Regions from separate parts of the Sus scrofa genome. Here region 1 is linked to region 2. Evidence: chromatin contacts called from public HiChIP or PLAC-seq data. All regions are on one chromosome and are shown on one strand. The core of a region is the stretch at or near the end of the contact, and the rest is flanking DNA. Distances in the headings are between cores, read along the strand shown.

The links. HiChIP or PLAC-seq counts read pairs in DNA pulled down with a chosen protein or histone mark.
Region 1: a contact with region 2 is called in an H3K27ac HiChIP or PLAC-seq map of skeletal muscle. The contact joins the promoter of HIPK3 here to the enhancer-like site in region 2. A contact is called at or near these places in 6 of 47 Hi-C or Micro-C datasets (fetal heart ventricle, fibroblasts, heart right ventricle and 3 more) and 2 of 2 datasets of contacts at active chromatin or transcription factors (alveolar macrophages and skeletal muscle).

The regions. Positions count from the first base shown.
Region 1 is chr2:27,684,106-27,690,334 of Sscrofa11.1, forward strand. HIPK3 (homeodomain-interacting protein kinase 3) reads right to left here and starts at 1,821. Exons shown (of 16, transcript XM_021083205.1): 1 at 1,212-1,821.
Region 2 is chr2:27,642,869-27,648,847 of Sscrofa11.1, forward strand. All of the region lies in intron 2 of HIPK3 (homeodomain-interacting protein kinase 3), which reads right to left. Among named protein-coding and RNA genes, the nearest start is that of HIPK3, 40 kb to the right of the region's middle. Within about 2 kb of position 3,668, at least 9 of the 83 cell types and tissues checked have an H3K27ac peak or open chromatin away from gene starts, as enhancers often do. A contact at or near this core is called in liver and skeletal muscle, where this site is marked.

The sequences.
Region 1 (6,229 bases), core at 571-3,070, 39 kb after region 2:
TACACATAAATACAAGCACAAACTGGTTTACCAGCTAACTTTTCTGGCCCTAGACCAAAGAGACATCAAATAAAGCTGACAATAGAACCAACCATAAGCTTTCCCTGTAAACTGAACGATAATCTGAAAAACTTCACTGTTACTAATAGAAGCACCTTTGAATTAGTTAGAAGCAGCGAACCGACAGGTGGAAAAATAAATTCCAACAGGGCAGGAAGAGGCTGTGGAAACACGGTTCAAGGACTGAACGTGTTGTGACTGCTCTGTTAACAGGTCCAAGGTAATTTACGCACACACCCTTTAGCGCAATTCCTCAAACCCAGATAAGACTGGGAAACAGCTTTGCCGAGAGCCACATACCATTTTAAAACAGCCTTCTCCCTCTCGACAGGAAAACAGACATAGCTCTCCTCCGAGGTCTTTCCGCGAGTTCTCCCAGCGCCGGGAAGGGAAGCGGACGGCCGCCACCGTAACGAGAGAAGCCGGCAACAGACCCGCCGCGCGGCCGCCACGCCTTCCTCCGGCCGCGGCGGGGGACGCGGAGCGACGGATCACATTTCTCCTCCCCAACAATCACACGCACTCACGTCCCCGGAGTGGACACCCTCCAAACCCGCCGCTCGGCGACGCCGGGGACTGGGCCACAAAGCCCGGGACGCAGCCATCGACCGCGGCGCTCAAGTTGCGTGCGTGCGTGTGTTTGTGTTCGTTCCCCTTAATGAAAGACAAGAGGTCTCCGTAGTGACGGCCCAGGCTACGGTGAGGGAAGAGGCCCCCAGTGGGACTAAACAAAACTTCGGTTGCTGGGAAGAGCCGTTGCGCAACCCTGGCAGGGGGCGGCGGGGGGCCGCCCGGCCTGGCCCAGCCCAAGCGCAGCTTCCCGGAGGCTGCGCCACCGCACGCAGGAACCACGCGCGGCCCCGCGTCCGCGGCCTCGCAGGGGGGGCGCCCGGGCCTCGAGGGAGACGCCTGGACCCGCCACCCCGCGAGGGCCGGGGCGGAAACGCGGAGCACGAGCACGCGGAGCACGAGCGCGCGGAGAACGCGGATGGGGTGCAGTTCGCGCGCCCGGTGCGGGCCGCTCAGGGGATGCCGGGCCCGGCGGGGGTCCGAGGAGAGGTCCGCTGGCCCCTTGACCGCACGCGCGGCCAATGAAGCCAGTTCCCCCGCCCCTAACCCAGGATGGGACGCCCCCCGCCCTGTTCCCTTACCTTCCTAGAGGCCTGCGCTCTCCCCTCGTCGGGCGGCCGCAGCCCTGAGCATGTCCGAGGTGGGTGCGGGGCCGTGCCGGGGACAGGGAGCCAGGCGCTTCAGCAGGCGGCACCACCCAGCCCGGGCTCAGCCCCTCTCCGCGGCCGCTGCCATCTTGTCCTGGCGGCTAAGAAGAAACGGCGAAACACCCTCCCCCGACCGCTGCTGCTGCTGCTCTGGCTGCTGAGCGCCGGGCCCGTCTCCCTCATCTTCTTTCCCAGGGAGATGGGGTGGGGATGGCTCGGCTGGGGCGAGGGGTGGTCAGAGGCCGGCCGGCCGGCCTCCGACTGCTGGGGCCTACGGGCGGCGCGGGGTGCGGGGCCCGCGGCGGTTGAGGCCCATTCCTGACGCCAGGCGAGGAGAAGGAAGACAGCTGGGAGCGGCGGCGACGGCGGGGCCCGCGGCTCGGTATCCTCAGGTCGCCGCGCTGCCGGCAGTCGTCACGGAGGCGGCTGCCGCCGGCCGCCCCAGTCTCGGGCCCCTCCTCTGCGCCCGCCGGCCTCGGTCGCCGCCTCCGCAGCGCCACCGCCCGCCCGGCCGCTCTGCGTGCGGAGCCCGGGCGGCCCAGCTCGGCTCGGGCCGCGGCGCCTCCGCGAAGCCCCTCCCAGGGGCCCGCCCGCCCGCAGCCGCGCCCTTGTAGCTTCGAGCCCGCCTGGCGGCCGGCGTGGGTCCGACCCGCAGCTCCCTCACGCCAGCGCGCCAGCAAAAGCAGCCTCCGCCAACGCCCCCTCTTCTGTTCTGAATCTCACTCTTGGGCCCGCTCCACCAAATATGTGTATTTTTTGAACGATCCTAACCACCAAAGAAAGGATGAAAATGCGGAAGCAGGATTTTACAGGCCTTTCGAAATCCCGTAATCATAGTTTCCCCCTTCTACCCCTTTAGGGTCTGTTTCTTGGCGGTTTTTTTCCTTTTTTTTTAAAGGTTTAATAATAAAGAAAGGGGAAATGTATACAGTGAACAATTCCAGTCGAAAATAAGTCCTACCCGCTCGCCCATCCCAAAGGGTCAACGGTTCGAACTCCAAACCCTCGTACATACATATGAAGTTCACTCACCTCTGCGTTGGTAATTCTCCATCAAGGTAGTCAGTCCCACTCCCAGAGACTAACTAGTTAGCTCCCTCCTGGAAACGAGGAAATCAACAGAATGGCCCATCTCAAACAACGGAATCATAGAACCATAGAATCTTAGGGATGAAAGAACCATAGAGATCCTCGGTCCAAAGTAGGGCGCGGAATCAAACTTCAGGTGACTTGTCCAAGGTTATATAGCCAAGCCCTGGTCTGCACTTCTTTTCCCTAGGAAACAACTGACCTTCTAAATATTTATCATTCATAGTTGATCTTTTTAAATATACCTTTTTTCTCTTCCTTTCTGTCCTGAATTAATGTTTAACGTTTTGGGAACACCTTTCTCTGAGGAATGGAAGTGCCCTCTCTTAGTTTCTTAGAAAATCTTCATTAGGCTTGCCTCTACTGCGCAGGTATTAGTCCCCAGACACTTTCTATAGCCGTAGAGGCAGGGCAAAAGGCGTGGCAAATTGCTGCGTATTTAATTCTACACCTTGACTCCGGGCTGCTTTGCAAGCTGGGAGAAGAGTATTTTGAAGGATGCCTTTAAGGGAAACGGATAGTATGCCTTGAAGCAGTTGGAAGTAGCATTTTCAAAAGAAGGTTGTTTTCAACTTAGGGAGGATAACCAGTTGTAAAGTTTGCCAAAACAGAAAAACAAAACTGTCTGTCTCTCAGAGAGATAGCAGCATGTTAGCCATTCCTTTTTACTTAGTATTTAGTTACTTCTGACTTGTTTAAAAAGCAATAGTTAAAAGAACCAAAAAAAGGATAAAAACATGACTCAAAGAAGAAAGTGACAATAATAGAAAAATCTGTAAGTGAAACAAGGAAAATATTCAACTAGAACTTCAAACCTTCAGAATTTTTGCAAAACATTTATCTGGGTCACCTCTAATGGGAAGCTTCCATTCTCATAAGGCACTGCTACATATATGCAGGAAGCTGAAAAGGGCGAAGGATTTTTTTTTTTTTAACTTTCTATCCTTGGCATTGGCACTATATATACCGCAAGTTCCAGGAGGAGATCCTGTACCAAAAAAAAAAAAAAAAATTTGTTTTTATCATTGTATTGTGAGTCCCCAACACACTGATTTATACTAAGTCCTTAGCAAATGTTGCTAGACAAACTAACACTATTAGTTCAAGTCTTTTTTTTTTCCCGTTTATACCTATTGTGTCCTAACTTAACCTCTTTACCATCAGTCTCTTCCCTCTCTAATTCATTATTGGGGGGGTACACCCATGTTGGAAATTCCTTGGCCAGAGATCAAATCCACACCAGAGAAGCACGCTGTGCCCACTGCAGTGAAGACAGATCCTTAACCTGCTCAGCCGCAAGAGAATTCCTCCAATCCATTCTGAACACCACCATCCAGATAATTTGTCAATGTCCTGATTTAACTAGTATGTGAACTTTGTAAAAAAAAAAAAAAGCAAAAGAGAATATTTCAGCGTAAAGTTTTTTTAATGTAGACTTCTAAATTGCATGTGAAAAAAAGTATCTTTTCATTCAAAAATAGTATTTGGGGAGTTCCCGTCGTGGCTCAGTGGTTAACAAATCTGACTAGGGACCATGAAGTTGTGGGTTCAATCCTTGGCCTTGCTCAGTGGGTTAAGGATCCGGTGTTGCCATGAGCTGTGGTGTAGGTTGCAGACAAGGCTCAGATCCCAAGTTGCTGTGGTTCTGGTGTAGGCCAGCGGCTACAGCTCTGATTGGACCCCTAGCCTGGGAACCTCCGTGTGCTGCAGGAGCCGCCCTAGAAATGGCAAAAAGACAAAAACAAACAGACAATAAAAACAAAAAAATAGTACTTAAATACTATGTAGAGGCACTGTGCTACGATCTGAGAATACAGTGGTGAAAAGGAAGGCAAACTGTGAGCTTATATTCTCTTGAGAAAGTTGGCTATTATACAAATAATTAGTACTAATGATAAGCACTATAAAAAAGAGAAGTGCAGGGTGCAATAAGGAAACAGAACAGGAGGACCTAATCAAATGGGAAGGTGGGGAAACCACGGAAAGTCTGGTTCATTTCTCAGGACTCAGCTAAACACTCACTTCCTCAGGGAAGAATCTCCTGACTCCTCTGACTAAGCCATATTCCCATGTAGCTTTCCTTTGTAGCATTTTTCTCAGCTGCCATTTTATTTATTTTCTGGTTGCTTGATTAATGTCTACCTCTTCCACTAGTATGAAAGCTCTGCAAAAGTAGAGAGCACATTTGTTTTGTGCTCTATTGTATCCTCAGCACCAAGGCAGTGGTACCCAGTAGATCATCAACAGGACCAGCTACAGACAGGACTTGGCCCAGTGCAAAATGAAAAAGCAGGTCCCCTTGTTAGAAATTATTAAATATTTCAAAGTGGTGACAGAAGAGCATTAAACCAATCCTGGAGACTTCCCCAGCACAGGACTATGTGCATCTACACAGGTTGAAAGAGTAAATTAATGTTGAGATCTAAAGCTGTGTAGGAATTCACCCAAAGAGAGAACACTTGAGGGCAGAAGATAAGATCTACGCAAAAGTGGTTTAGAAAAAGAAAGTGATAGGAGTTCCCGTCATGGCTCAGCAGAAACGAATCCAACTAGGAACCATGAGGTTTTGGGTTTGATCCCTGGCCTTACTCGGTGGGTTAAGGATCCAGCGTTGTCCCTGAACTGTGGTGTAGGTTGCAGATGCGGCTTGGATCTGGCATTGCTGTGGCTGAGGCATAGGCTGGCAGCTACAGCTCCGATTAGACCCCTAGCCTGGTAACCTCCATGTGTCAGGGAACCTCCATGTGTCTTTTAAATGACAAAAGACAAAAAGAAAAGAAAAAAAAAAGTGATAGTAGAAATTTGAGAAACTGATTGTTTTTAGTCAGAGTGAAGGGATAAATCAGAAGCAGATGAGGGTAGAGGAAGAAGCAAGATCCAGCTTGGGATTTAGGACTTTATTCTACTAGCAAAGGAAGGATTTAAGGAGAGGCACAGAGTGATCAAAGAAGCCATTGGCCTTGGGTGGGGAAACCATCTATTTTCCTTCTTCCCACATTTCTGTATTTTTTAAAATTTCCTTCCAATCTCATGCAGAGAAAAACTAAGAGCCTTACAGTGGACCTAAAATGGTCTATAAGGCCCACAAGAAACTTAACTCCCCACCTTCTGTCTCCTCACTCCAGCCAGTCTTTCAAAGGTCTAGTCACTCTCCCTCCTGAGGTACCTGATCACCCTCTGAGCCTGGAGCACCCCCTAAAGCATCCACCTGCCCCACCTCTTTGTCGGGTTCTTAGTCAAATTTACCTTCTCAGCGAAGCCTTCCTCAGCAATAACTACCTATCCATACACATAAACTCCTCATTTTTACCTTTATCCTTGGGTCTCACCACCACCTAAGATACCATTTTAGAGGTTTTCCGTCCTGCCCTCCCCCTCCTCACCCAACCCAGAAAGTAAGCTTCTGGAGGGCAGGAATTTTTGTCTGTTTTGTTGGCTGCTTTGTTCCCAGGGCCTAGATCGCTGTCTGGGATACAAAAATAACTTAATAAATAACTGTAAAATAAACAAATGCATTTTCTGTGTAAGCGGTATGAAACACTCCATAAATGGCAAACAGTCCCAGTTGTTTAAGGTCACTCAGATGTGAAATGAAAGACCTCTCTCTCTCTCTCTGGTCTTTCTCCAACCCCCACACCCCCAAATTATTCCATTCAAAGGAAGACAGTCTTCCCACTTCCCTTAGGTTCATCACTGCCCTTACTCCTCATTTACCACCAATAGGTGTCAATATGGAGAAACAGCCCTCCACAGCCTTAGCAGATGATGCTGATACTTCTCCAAGAGAGACCTTGGAATTTTGTCACAGAACCTAAATTATCAACCCACACTCCCCTTCCTCAAAGAAAGTAGGGATTTGTTGC
Region 2 (5,979 bases), core at 2,418-4,917:
TTATTTTATACATAGCAGTTTGTACCTCTTAATCCCCTACTCCTCTCTAGCCCCTCCCCTCTTCTATCTTCCCAGTGGTATCCTCTAGTTTGTTCTATACATCTTCTTTTAATACATTCATTAATCTATTTTACTGTTTATATTCCACATGTGATATCATACAGTATTTGTCTTTGTCTGACTTACTGCACTTAGCATAATATCTTCCAAGTACATCCATGTTGTTGTAAATGGTGAAATTTCATTCCTTTTTTTTGGCTGTGGCAATGTGGAAGTTCCCAGGCCAGAGATCAAACCCATGCTACAGCGGTGACCCAAGCTGCTGCAGTGACAAACACTCAATCCTTAACCCACTGCGACACAAGGGAACTCCCAAATTTTCATTTTTTCTAATGGTTGAGTAGTGCTCCATTTTGTATGTATATTACAATTTTTTGTATGTATATTACAATGTGTGATCTTAGATTGAATTCTGGGCAAGGAAAAAGTAAACAGTGAGGCAAAAGACAAAATCTGTATTAAGCTACTAGTATTGAATTGATTTTTATTTCCTCAAATAGTATTGAGTAGTTCAAACAGTTCATCCAACCAATAATATCGAGCTGATGTTAACCAATGACAATTCTGACTACTTACTGGGGTTATGCAAGAGACCATCCTTACATTTAGGACAAAAGTACTCCTAAACATAACGACATTCTCTTACACATAATTAAATTTAGAGGTAAGGGAGCTTCACATCTGGAACCTGCTCTCAAACACTATACGAAAAAATATGTGTCTGTGTATGCACACACATCGAGAAAGAATGAGTGATAAAACTAGGATGGTAAAATGTTTAAATTTGAAACACTTGGAGAATCTGGGTCAAGGGCCTACAGGAATTCTTTGTACTATTTTTGCAACTTTTTTGTATCTCTAAAAAAACTACTGCAAAGTAAAAAGTTAAAAAACAAAACCAAAAACTAAGTCCATCTTATTCTCTCTCCCTCTTATTTTCCCATTAGAGTACTTTACTTTTTTGGTTAACTGCACATTGTAAGAATCAGAATGGGAGGATCTATATCTTTGCTCCTCAATGTATAACCACCCTCAAGCATAATACTTTACAATTTATAGGCACTGAATACTTTGAACGGAAGATTTAATCACAGGCCATATTACAGGTATCATTTCATTAAAGTCTTCATGAACTGATGAATGGATACATAAACTGTGATATAATATATAATAGAGTATTTGGCAACAACTACAAACAAATGAAGTGCTGATGCATGCTACAGCTCAAATGAATCTTGAAAACATTACACTGATAAGGCAGATTTTTGGTTTCCTAGGGCTAGAGGTGTGGGAAGGATGCTGGGGAGACGGGGTGGGGGTTCTTTGGGGAGTAGGGAAAATGTTCTAAAAATGTGGTAATAATGTACAACTCCGAATATACTAAAAGACAGTAAATTGTACACTTTAAATGGATAAAATTTACAGCATGTGAATTATAGCTCAATAAAGCTGTTAAAAATTTTATTTGAGGTAATCTATGTCTGCGGCCGCAATGTATGGTACTGAAAACCACTTCATTATAGATTTTTGGAATCTTCCATTAAAACTTAAAACTAAACCCAGTTGACAACCTTTCATTTTTCTAATAAAGACTTCCAAACAAAAATAACTTATGATACAGAGAAGAAGCTGCCAGCAATTTCAGCCAATACTGAGCTTTTAGGTAAGGGTGGGTTTGTGAGAGAGAACACTACTTAAGACTAGTCAATCTTAATGCTTCTACTCTTAAGGCTCATTGCTCCCCAGACACCCTCTCTGAACCCTCAGATTAGGCTAAATGCTCTCCTCTGCGTTCCCACAGCACCCTGCACACATACCTACCCTAGAACTTGTTAAGACAAACTGTTTTTCTCTTCCATTAAATGATGACATCATGTTTTTATCACTTCTGTATCCCTAGCACCTAGCACAGTGCCAGCACACAAAAACTGCTGTTAGACATAGAGAACAGACTTGTGGTTGCCAAGGAAGCGGGGGTGGGAGGGTGGGGGTGGGGGTGAGGGAGGGAAGGACTAGAAGTTTGGAATTAGTAGATGCAAATCAGTACACATAGCACAGATAAACAACAAAGTCCTACTGTATAGCACAGGAAACTATATTCAATATGTGATAAACCATAATATAAATGAATATGAAAAGAAAATACATCTATACAACTCACTTTGCTGTACAGAAATTAATCCAACATTGTAAATCAACTATACTTCAATAAAATTTTTTTAAAATAACAGGTTAAAAAAAAAAATATATATATATATATATATTTTAGGGCCACACCTGCATATGGAAGTTCCCAGGCTAGGGGTCAAGTCGGAGATGCAGCTGACAGCGTATGCCATAGCCATAGCAATGCCGGATCCAAGCCGTGTCTGAGACCTACACCACAGTTCATGGCAATACTGGATCCTTAACCCACTAAGCAAGGCCAGGGATTGAACCCACATTCTCATGGATACTAGTCAGGTTTGTAACCCACTAAGCCACAAAGGAAACTCCAAATATATATATGTGTGTGTGTGTGTGTGTGTGTGTGTGTGTGTGTGTGTGTGTGTGGTGTGTGTGTGTGTGTGTGTGTGTGTATATATATTTGGTTTTTAGGGCCGCACCCACAGCATACGGAGATTCCCAGGCCAGGGGTCAAATTGGAGCTACAGTTGCCAGCCTATACCACAGCCACAGAAACATCACATACGAGCCGCGTCTGCGACCTACACCACAGCTCACAGCAACGCCAGATCCTTAACCCACTGAGCGAGGCCAGGGACTAAACCCCCAACCTTATGGTTCTAGTCAGATTCGTTTCCACTGCTCCACAATGGGAACTCCAAAAATATATATTTTTTAATTGCTATGTTAAACATGGACTGTAAACCTGAACCTGGCGTATAAGCCTCAGAGTTCTACTTCTTAAACAGGAATTACACTTGGTGGACACCAAGTGTCTTAGCTAAGAACACAGGGATTGAGACATGAAAAACAAATTAGGGAATATATGGAAAAGTACTTGAAAAAAGGATTCAGTATACAAACATAATTTTCTATTACTGTAAAGTACCCTATATAAATATTAGCTTTTATTTTATGGATCATTCTATGTGCCTTAATTTTGTGAAAGGAATTCTGTCTTTGTTCAGGTTCTAAAAAGGCATGAGAGGGTGGGAATGCCATAAACAAAAACCAATAAACTTGAATTTTATTTTACCATGACGCATCTGTCAAAAAACACACCATCATTTACTTCAACAACAACTAACGCTGAAAATTAATGCTAAATTACTCAGTACAGTAGAAAAGAATATAAATGCTATATAGGTTACTTTCCAGCCCACTTTCCTGTCTCTATGTTCTGAAATGACTCAACCACAGGCCAAAATTCTATATTTAAAAAAAGACGAAAAAGATATTTATGACCTGTATGGTGCCACCACACCTCATAAATACAGCACCTTCTGCTGCTAAAACCTTTTATGCATTCAAGAGCCCTACGTGTTCTTGACAGAAACCATACTCAAGCAGCTGAATTTAGAACATGCTGACCTTGAGCAAATCAATGCCCTTAGCATGTACTTCTGGCTTCTATCACTACAAGAGCTAGACAGCCTCACCATCTATAGTAGTCAACAATTTCTGGCCACTGTCCCCTGTCTATTTTAAGATATCCCTACTACATTTCTGTGTTGCACAGTTCAAAGAAACAGAATAACTAACACATGAACCTGTGTTTAAACACAAATTGTTTGCTTTGGAATTTGGGCAATGTGTGTTCCCACTGTGATTAGCTCAAAAATATTCAATTTGGTAAGTTTTCACTTCCTGCTTTCATTTTTGAAATACAATATATTTTTAATAAAGAGGAAAAAAATCAAGTATAAGACATTTTTACTTATTGCCTAACCAGGTTTATAAGTATCCTGAGTCAAAAACTAAGGCAGAATTGGCAAAGCTCCAAATATAAACTGAAAGCAAATACTGAAAAATAATAACCTGCTATTTTTATGCAAAATTACACTGGACTAAAAATTTGTAAAAGTCCACTTTTAAATCTTTTTTTATCCAACATCAACCAAAATGCTACAACTAGCCTTTACAAATTAAGATCTGCATTTTTTTTTTTTTACTCTGAACACAGAAACTGTAATTTAACAACTGTATAGCTCCTGAAATTCAGGTAAATTATTTACTTGAAACATCTGTATAAAAACAAAGTAGAAACCACTAGTACTGAGAAATTATTCATAGCTTTTTCCCTCCATTCCCAAAAGAGGTTGGTATTTGTGCAAAGGCCTAATGCTAGAAACCAATAACACAAAATATTTAGTGTTTTAGACTGCTTTTGAAATGATTTCCTTTACTCTCTTGAAACATTTTAATAAACAGATAATCAATTTCAAGTATAAAAATTAAGCTCTTCTTTACTCTCATCCAAAAGATTTCAAATAAGAAAAAGCAGTCTAGGTATCACACATTACTAAATCTGATATGCCAAATAATGCAGGACCCAAATATAATTACATCATTTACTAACAAGTGAACTAAATATAGAGCCCAAGCAACTGGAGCCTGGGGGTTTATATAACATGCTAGCTAACTTCTAAAGAAAAGCTCCTAAGACAGAATCCATACAGTACAAAGAGAAGGGAAAGTAACACTATTTCTCTCATGCTGTTTAAAATACTAAAATAATTTTTCCAAAAAAAAAATTAACAATCTAATCTTGCAACATTAAATTGAAAAAGAAATGTTGCCAGGATCACAAAGGGGCAAATAAATCTAATGACAGGAGATCCTAAGATTTACTACAATGCCCCAACTACAATGCCTGTTATTTTTTTATTTTTATTTATTTATTTATTTATTTTTGTCTTTTTGCCTTTTCTAGGGCTGCTCCCGTGGCACATGGAGGTTCCCAGGCTAGGGGTCCAATCGGAGCTGTAGCTGCCAGCCTACCCCAGAGTCACAGCAATGTGGGATCCAAGCCGTGTCTGCGACCTACACCACAGCTCACGGCAATGCCAGATCCTTTACCCACTGAGCAAGGCCAGGGATCGAACCGGCAACCTCATGGTTCCTAGTCGGATTCGTTAACCACTGCGCCACCACAGGAACTCCCAACAATGCCTTTTAAACCATCTAAAAGGTTTTAAAAATAGTATCTAGGCATGTATTTGCAAGAAGCTAACTGATGTAAGAGGTATAGTACAAAGACACACGCAATACCAGAAAATAACAACCTCTCGTGGGCCTAAAGGTACAATCCTCACGTTCTAACAATTTCCAACAATAAACTGCATATGTTCCTCTGTTTACTAACTTACTACTAATGGCCAATATTGGCAGATCCTGTACCTGCCACTGCACTGGGCTCATGGGGCTCCAGTATACATCAAGACCATAAATTCATTTAGGCTGAAATGAAAAGAACTTCTCAAAATTCTAAGATGATGAATTCAAAAACATTTATACATTCAAATGTACTCTAAGACTATGAATTCAAAAACATTTATATACTCAAAAGATATTGTGAATCTTGGTAATCATCAGATGGCCCTTAAAACTATCTGTTGTACTCTAAGCTAGCATTACATTAATCATGACACAGTAACAAAGAGATATGATTTGCTTCTTTAAATTCCACCCAAAGCACCACCAACAAAATAGCATTACCTATGGCATATATGGAAAAAACAAAATAAAACATGCTGTGCAAAGTGGCCTGAACATTCGTGGCAGCCATGAAAGTATATTTAAATTTTAAAATCACTAATCAGAGTAACTTTCTGAATTTTTATAACTTTTCTAAATGTTCAGTTACATCAGATATGTCTTCAAAAAGGTAATTCTCTGAAATGCTGAAAAATGCCTGAAGACACATACAAAAATTACGATAAACCATCTCTCACTATTTAAACTTCTGTTTTA